3 separate regions of the Hordeum vulgare genome follow, and regions 2 and 3 are each linked to region 1. Evidence: chromatin contacts called from public Hi-C data. All regions are on one chromosome and are shown on one strand. The core of a region is the stretch at or near the end of the contact, and the rest is flanking DNA. Distances in the headings are between cores, read along the strand shown.

Region 1 (2,843 bases), core at 243-2,742:
GTCTTACTCCCATTATGGATAGTCTTATGGTGATCGTCCTATTTCTAATAAATATCATGACGTGTTAAGAGTCAATGCATAGCGAATGCACTTACCCTCCACCACAAACGTAAAAAAAAAACATAAAAGAAAAAATCATGCTCACAACTAGCATTTGCTCTTCGGTAAAAATAAATCAAATACTACCCAGATCAGTTCTATCCAAGCCCAGTGAACTAATAGACGGGTCAACGCTACAAGAAGGCTGTTGCAAGATATATATGAGAGATCCAGCATTAATCCAAAGTAGTAAGGGGGGCACAATTTCACGCATTACCGACACGTGAAAGCCCCCACGCAATTAAGCACCGCACCCCCGGAGCATATCGATCCTTATCCCCCACCACATGACAAAAAACCATATGCACTGCCTATGCCCCCAACACAAAAAAAGAAGAAAGCATAAAAGCCAAACGCAACTATACTAACAGTATACAAGCAGTGGTGAGGTATTATTGTTGCGGGGACTACGAGCAGTATATGACGGATGTGTGCGTCCTCCGACCACGAGATGCAAGAAAAGGTGCTACCCTTGTATGCAAGAAAATATTAATCAGAGAACAAGAATTGAGATGATGATGATAATAATAATAACACCAAGAAGAAGAAGAAACCGACATTCATCCATTCGTCGGTAGACATGTGCGCAAACACAGCAAACAATGGCTCCGGTAGAACGTTCGTTATCACCGTATCCGGACGAGACTGTAGAACGCCGACCCGGTCAGTCCCGGGGCATGAGGGGCACTGAACCCCCACACGCATCCAATCCGAAAGCGAGAGACGAGGAAGAAAAAATCCGTCCCGGAGAGAGAGAAGGGAGGAGAAGAAGAAGCCTGTCCCTCCGGGGAGACTCTCTGTCATGAGCTCCCCCATAAAAAAAGGGTGCAGTGCTCTACCTAGAGTGAGTGAGGGTTGGGGGCATGGGGGGAAAAAGAATCCCAAGCGCACGAGCTCACACAGCCTTTTCAGTCCAACAAACAAAATCAGATCCATCAATCTTCCTTCCCCTACAATATACTACTACTACTACAACCAACCTACATCCATATATCCATATGATGCATGTACTACTACAGTTAATCATATTTGCTTTCTATAATCGTACAGTATCAATATTTCTTTTGTGCGTGTGTGTGCTGCTCTTTTAGAAGCAGCCGTGTATTTTATGAAGTAGTAGTAATACACGAAGAAACAAAAGCGTGCCTCCTTTGACTCCTCCACTTGCCATGCATCCCCAATCTATCTATCTAGTCCCTGGTACTACCAGTAGTACCACCGCAATCTCCTAAGTGTCATTTTCTCAGACTTGGTGATGCCTGCCCCTCCCATCCTAATCCTAATTAAACAAACCAGATAATAACCTCACATTCTCTCTCTCTCTCTCTTGAGCTTCTCTCTCTACCTTTTTATACAAGCAAGAGCAATAAGGAAGGACAGCAGAAGAAACCAATTCATCCCTGGTGTCTCTCATGTTAGGAGGTTGAGAGAGAGAGAGAAAGTAGAGGAGAGCGAGAAGTAGAAGTAGTAACTCCAGTACCAGAGACAGATACAAAAGGGGACATCACACCACCCCCTCAGCCAAAGCGCAAGCATTCCCAACGCAGCAACACAACGCAAGGCCGTCCGGCCGGCCGGCCTCCCAAGAACTCCAAGAACCTTCCTTCGCCTCCGATCCTCATCCCCTTCCCGTCCCACCAATCCGACGACCTAGGCCTTTGTGCGCGCGCGCGTCCGATCGGGGCGCGCTGGTGGCGGGGAGATGGAGGCGGGCTCGGCTGCGTCGCCGGACCTCTCGCTGCACATCAGCCTGCCCAGCACCGGCCCGCCGACGGGCCCGGGGGGCGGCGTCGGCGGGCGCGGCCCGGCGGGGGGCGGAGGCGGGGATCCATGGAGGAGGCTCAACGGGTCCACGGCGTCCACGGAGCTGTCCTTGTCTCCGCCCGCCGACCTGGAGGGCGCGGCGCTGCCGTGGCGGCACAGGCCGTCGTCGTCCGCTGCGGTGCCCTCGGCCGCCACGACATCCGCCCAGGCCGCGCTGATGGCCATGCCGATGCTGCAGCCGCTGGACGCGGGTGTCGGCGGCGCGTCGGCGGCGCCGCCAATCCGGGGGATACCTATCTACAACGGTGGCGGGGGCTTCCCGTTCCTGCCGCCGGCGCCCGGGGGAGGAGAAGGACACCATCACCCGAAGGTCGGGTTCTACAGCTACCACCATCCGGCGACGTGGCCCTCCTCCCTGGGATCGACGTCGCCGTCATCCCTCGGGCCGGGGCCGGCGCCACCCGCGAATTCCTTCGACCCAACGGCGGCCTTCCTGTCCTCCGCCGCGCACCATCGGATGCTGTCGGCGTCCGGAAGGCTAAACGGCATGCTCTCGGACACCCTCCGCAGCTACGGCGCCCCAGGCGGCGGCGTCGGCATGGGTCTGGGCGGACACCATCATCATCTCCACGGCGCGCAGCCCTTCGGGCTGGGGTCCCGGTTCATGCCCAAGCTCCCCGCCAAGCGCAGCATGCGCGCGCCCCGCATGCGCTGGACCAGCACCCTCCACGCCCGCTTCGTCCACGCCGTCGAGCTCCTCGGCGGCCACGAGAGTACGTGCCTTGCCACTAGCACCAAACCAACCTTTCTCTCCGACGCCGACGACGTACCACGTCGCGACATGCTTTACTGATGAAAATCTAACCTCTGGCGCACGCGCAGGGGCGACGCCCAAGTCAGTCCTAGAGCTCATGGACGTGAAGGATCTGACGCTAGCGCATGTCAAGAGCCATCTCCAGGTACTCGTCTCCTACAAACAG
Region 2 (2,770 bases), core at 129-2,628, 470 kb before region 1:
AACAACGATGCCTCATATAGGTAGGATTCAAATCATTAGGTAAATTGTTTAGCATAAACAAGACATGCAAATCATCAAGATTTAAAATAAATAACCCATTCACAACGGGTGCATAATTAAGCATGGTACATGGCGTTCTTAGATATAGAACAACCATTGTCCTAATCAAGGAATTTATAACAATCTCTCAATAAACATGAATGAGATGTAATGTTTTGACTTAAACTAGGAGCACAATAATAGTTATGTAATTATGTTGAGATTAAAACACATAACCTTCTAGGTCTGCGAGGGTCGCTTGATGTGCATACATGACAGTTTTATAATTTTTTTGTTTTGATTTACATGTATCCGTATTCCTGTACTACTTGACAATTTTGATCCATACATGTATACTGGCAGACAAGGAAATAAATTCTTGTAAAATGTTGAGATCCTTTAGTAGGGTTTAAGTGGAGTTTAGAAGTAGATTATTACTGCGGGAAGTTATAAATATGCATTGTAGGGTAGTAGCTAGTAGAGTAGTGGCGTGAGTAATTCACCAATGAGTTCGCTAGGGTCAGATATGGATGTGACATACATCTAGGGCTCCTTTGGTTTGCAAGATTAGAGAACAACATATACCATTTCTCGAGTATGTTGGAGTTAACAAGTACTTTCATAGAGTAAATAAATCTCTCGAACCAATTTTCATTGATTGCAACCCTTCATATAGAACAACCAACACTGTAACAATTGTAGGGATACAAACAAACAAGAATGATTTGGAACTTCTTTTGGATCAAAGAGGCCCTTATTTCAGAAACCATGTGTGAGTTTGTTTAAATTGAGCAAGGACCCGATATGCCCTAGAATCATGCAAATCATACTCAATAATTTTCTTATTTCATAATAAAAGCCACATTCATTGTTACTGAATAAAATTTTCTTTCCCACAAAGAAGAATAAAATTTCCATTTCGTTCATTTGTTTACCACTTGTACCACTATATGGGCCAGAACCTGCAAATCTCGGGCTGGTTATGACCAAAGCGGGCAAGCAACACAACCATGCGGCCCATTCCGCCAGCAGGGGTTTCATGGACATCGGACTGACCACGGGGCCCACATATGGCATCCGTCCTTTCTAAAAGACCAACGAGGACGGTGCGTGTGATAAAAAATAAAGACGAGGGCGACTAGAGAGAGAAAGCCACAGCCGAGAGAGAAAGAAAAAAAAACAAGTGGTCATACTGCATGCACCCCATCATAAGGCCATCATGACTTCTTTTGTGTCAGCGTCAAAACAAAAGAGAAAAAGAGGAGAGAGAGAGAGAGAGAGAGAGACGTTGGGGTCGGTGGTAGCTAGGCTAGCTGCGCTGTGCTGTGGCAGCAGCAGGGAAAGGGCGGGGGGCAGGTCGCCCGAGCTCAATCATAAAGCAATGGATTACAAAATCATGACCACCTCTCTCTCCTCCCGACGCTCTGTATTTATATCAGGGATGTTGCTCTTTTACTCCCTGCTGCCTCAAGTCAGTCGGTCACTGCGCTCCTCTCTCTCTCTCTACACAATGTTTCTGTCCGCTCCATCAATCTCCTCCCTCTCTCTCTTGGCTGCCTCTCGCAATCTCTCTGACAAAGAGAAGTCATAGTCGAGGAAAGCAGTAGAATACTCTGTGTGGGTGACTGACAGCAACTTCAATGCCCTCTTTCTGTGTCATTCCTCCTCTCTCTCTCTCCAACTCCGTGGCTTCCTTCAGGCCTGAGCCTTTGCTGGCCGTCGCCCCACCTTGGGCAACGTGTTTTTACTGTGTATGCCGGTGTAAAAAGCCATTTTCCTTGACCACCGCCCCAACCCTAGCTAGACGATGCCGTTCTCCGTTTAGTTAATTCGTCATTAGAGCGTGTAGTAGGTTGTAGATTTTGTGTTGGTCTTTTCTGTTGACTTTTTCTCCGTGTTATCAAATCGATGGGACGAATCTTTTGTTCTTTACGAAAAGGGCAAAGGTGTCTATCGTCGTTTGGGGAATAATTAAACGAGTTAGCTTTGGTCTCACTTTATGTCAAGTTTTGACACACTGCCGTATCGTATCAATAATGCCGGTGATCTGCTGCTGCCGCTTGTGCTGCATGCACGCCATGAGAAAGGCCAAAGTGCAATACTACTACATGCATGTGGCACAAAGTGTGCAAGCTTAGCTCTAGCTACACCTACGTACAGGCTCTGCTATTGCTATTGCTAATAGCTATAGCTAGCTGGCTTAGCTTCGATGACTCGGGTCTTCAGATAGGTTGGAAAGCCCGGTCGTGTGCTGTGTCACGTGGCGCCTTCGAATTGGCCGGCCAAGGGGTTAAGTGTGTAGGAATGGGAACGGGAATGGGAATGAGACGATGATATTCTTTGCTTGTTGGCTTCCTCCTACCCGGCCTAGGAACGCCATCAGAAAGAGAAAAAAAAAGGCTATGGAGGAGCTGAAAAGACTAGTGGCGTCATGGTGGAGTTAAATTCCTCCAACCTCCCCATCCATTCTTGCTTCTCCTTTACTGGCAAACATACATACATATGTCCATCGTCCCTGCATCTTCATGCCTCACTGATCTGTAAACAGGGGGCTGGCCCCCAGGGCACAGTACATGCATGTGTACGTGTGTGTGCTTGCTTGATCCTTTGTGCATGCATGCATGTCTTCCTTCGGCGCCCATGATGCCATTAATTATCGAGAGCACTATTGCAGCGGTGAATGGTCGATGCTGATCCGGTCTCGCATGACATGCAATGCTGCGACGGGACG
Region 3 (2,785 bases), core at 217-2,716, 490 kb before region 1:
CTGTAAAAATGATCAAAATAGGAGTGTGCTCCCCATGTTTAGGGCAAATCCTATTTATCGGGCGCCTGCAGAGCAACCCCTCAATGAGCGATCTGGGCTGGCCCATATAACTTCTGTTTATTCTGTAAAAATGATCAAAATAGGAGTGTGCTCCCCATGTTTAGGGAAAATCCTATTTGGCGCTTATGCGCCCGTTAACAAACGGGCGCCTGCAGAGCAACCCCTCAATGAGCGATCTGGGCCGGCCCATATAACTTCTGTTTATTCTGTAAAAATGATCAAAATAGGAGTGTGCTGTAGGAGTCGATCTCGTGATCGGTTGTTACATCTACGACGACCGTAACCACTACGACATCGACCAATTAGTTATTCCTAATTTATTTTCTCTTATTTGTTCTCTCATGTGGCGTGAGTCCTTCCAAGCCATTTTTTTCTTTGTTCGTGGTCATTTCAGGATGGATCATTTCTTTTTCTTTCTTTTGTTCTTTTTTCTGTTTTCTTTCTCATTCGATGATTTTGTTTTAAATTCATGAAATTTTTTCTTCAAAATTGATGATTTTTCCCAAATTTGTTGTACGTCTTTTCAAATTCAATGTTTTTTTTTAAATTTGATGAACTATTTTCAAATTGGATGAATTTCTTTCTAAAATCAATTATTATTTTTCAATTTCGTTGAATAGTTTTTAGGTTAGATGAACTTTTTTCGAATTTGGTGAACTTTTTTTTCAAATTTGATGAACTACTGGCACATTCGACGATTTTTTTTAAAAAACGATGAACTTTTTTCTAATTTGATGAACTTTTTTATCATTTGGTCAACATTTTTCAAATTCACTGACCTTTTTTTCAAGTTCAATGTTTTTTTTCAAATTTGATTTTTTTTTTCAAATTGGATGAACTATTTTCTAATTCGATGATTTTTTAAATGATCAACTTTTTTCTAATTTGATGATCGTTTTTTATAATTTGATGAACTTTAAAAAAAATCAGTGAACTGTTTTTCAAAATTTGTGAACTTTTTGCAAATTCAATGGTTTTTTTTGCGAAAAATGATGAACTTTTATCAAATTCGAGGAACATTTTTTAAAAATAGGTATTTTTTTCCAAATTTATGAACTTTTTTCAAATTTGATGAACTTTTTCGAAAAATATTGAATTTTTATAAATTGGAATGATTTCTTAAAATTGGTTAATGTTTTTAAAATTCGATTAACTTAGAAAAGTTATTAACATTTTTGAAATTTTATGAACGTTTTTTTAGAATCAGTGAACTTTTTTGAATTTGATTGACTTTAGAGAAAAATATGATCGTTTTTAAAATGCATGAACTTTTTAAAATATCAATTTTTATTTTATTTTCTTCTTTATCATTAAAGTTAAAGTTTATTGGGCCGCCCCAGTATGGGGCGCTGCAGGTGCCAGGAGCGGGAATGGGCGCCTGCAGTACGGACCACCCCATGTTTAGGTACCGCTTGTAGGGAGCTCGATCACACCAACAGGAGCTCCCGTCATGGGCCGGTCCACATCATTGTGTGCACCGTGGTTTTCTGCCCGTCCAACATTTGGTTTGGTTATATGTTTTTGTTTTTATTGCTGGTATTTGCTAGCTTCTATAGCATTCATGACATTTTATAAATAATATTCATACTTCAAAAAATATTTGTACCACTCCAAAGAAAATACACGCTTAAAAACTATTCATAACATTTTTTAAAATGTTTGTGCCATTCAGACAAATGTTCATGATGTTTAAAAAAGTATTTATCATCTGTTTCAAAATGTGCATGGTATGTATATAATTCTTTTTTCGTTTACTTAAATATGTTAAACATATTTTTGGAAATATTCACTATACATTATAGAAATATGTACCATATATTATAAAAATGTTGGACCTGTATTGAAAATATATTCAACTTGCGTTTTAAATTGTTCACCATGTATTTAAATAATGCTGAACATGCATTTAAAAAAATGTTCAAGTGTATTTAAGAAATATTCAACGTGTATGTAAAAAATATTTAACATGTACTTACAACAGGTTTGACGTCTATTTATAAAAATGTTATGCATATTTGCAAATACAAATATGTAATAAATAGAAATAATATATAGAACAGTAAAAAGAGAAAAAACATAAGAAAAAAACCCCGTAAAAACTTGAAACAAAACAGAAAACAGATTAATAAAACATAGAAAAGGAGAAAAGGAAGCATATGACGAAATCTTCTGAGAATAACAAGGAATGGATTGCCCACAGACCATCTTGCAGTACGCTAGATATAGCAAAAATATTAGGCCAGATATAGACCCCTAAAAGAAATATAAGTTGATTCTAGAAAAACATTATGTCCTGTTTGGAATGGGTGTAAGTTTTTACACCCGTATTAATTTTACACTTATGACTTACCGACCACGTCTTGTTTTCTATGTAGAATAAAAACAACGAAAGAAGGTATGTATCCTAAACCGGCCACAAACGAGCTTAAACGCTGATCCAAACGCGACCTTAGGCGGGACAAAAGCTTTTGTGTCCGCTAAAGGCTATCTTGTCCACGACCTCTTGCATGGACGCAGCTTGAGTGACTTGATGAAGCTGAGTCTCACCGTAACTTAACCTTCTGTTTTAGCCACTCATTAATGATCCGACGTATCAGATTGACCCAGATTTCAAATGATTTTTTATAAGAGCTCAGAAAAATGATTTTTTTTCCAATAAATTATAAATGTTGCGTTTTGTATTTATCAAAAATTCAATCCATTTGGATGTATCGTTTTTGAATAA

Evidence for each region. A called contact is a pair of places that touch in the nucleus more often than the background predicts.
Region 2: a Hi-C map of leaf shows a contact between it and region 1, with 7 times the contacts expected there. The contact joins the enhancer-like site here to the promoter of LOC123398196 in region 1. A contact is called at or near these places in 1 of 6 Hi-C or Micro-C datasets (leaf) and 1 of 1 datasets of contacts at active chromatin or transcription factors (embryo).
Region 3: a Hi-C map of seedling shows a contact between it and region 1, with 3 times the contacts expected there. The contact joins the enhancer-like site here to the promoter of LOC123398196 in region 1. A contact is called at or near these places in 1 of 6 Hi-C or Micro-C datasets (seedling) and 1 of 1 datasets of contacts at active chromatin or transcription factors (embryo).

The regions. Positions count from the first base shown.
Region 1 is chr5H:421,593,521-421,596,363 of MorexV3_pseudomolecules_assembly, forward strand. It overlaps LOC123398196 (probable transcription factor RL9), which reads left to right and starts at 1,493. Exons shown (of 6, transcript XM_045092696.1): 1 at 1,493-2,636; 2 at 2,746-2,822. The coding sequence starts at 1,802.
Region 2 is chr5H:421,123,418-421,126,187 of MorexV3_pseudomolecules_assembly, forward strand. No RefSeq gene overlaps it. Among protein-coding and RNA genes, the nearest start is that of LOC123396812, 13 kb to the right of the region's middle. Within about 2 kb of position 1,379, at least 3 of the 3 cell types and tissues checked have open chromatin away from gene starts, as enhancers often do. A contact at or near this core is called in leaf, where this site is marked.
Region 3 is chr5H:421,101,390-421,104,174 of MorexV3_pseudomolecules_assembly, forward strand. No RefSeq gene overlaps it. Among protein-coding and RNA genes, the nearest start is that of LOC123395936, 18 kb to the left of the region's middle. Within about 2 kb of position 1,467, at least 3 of the 3 cell types and tissues checked have open chromatin away from gene starts, as enhancers often do. A contact at or near this core is called in seedling, where this site is marked.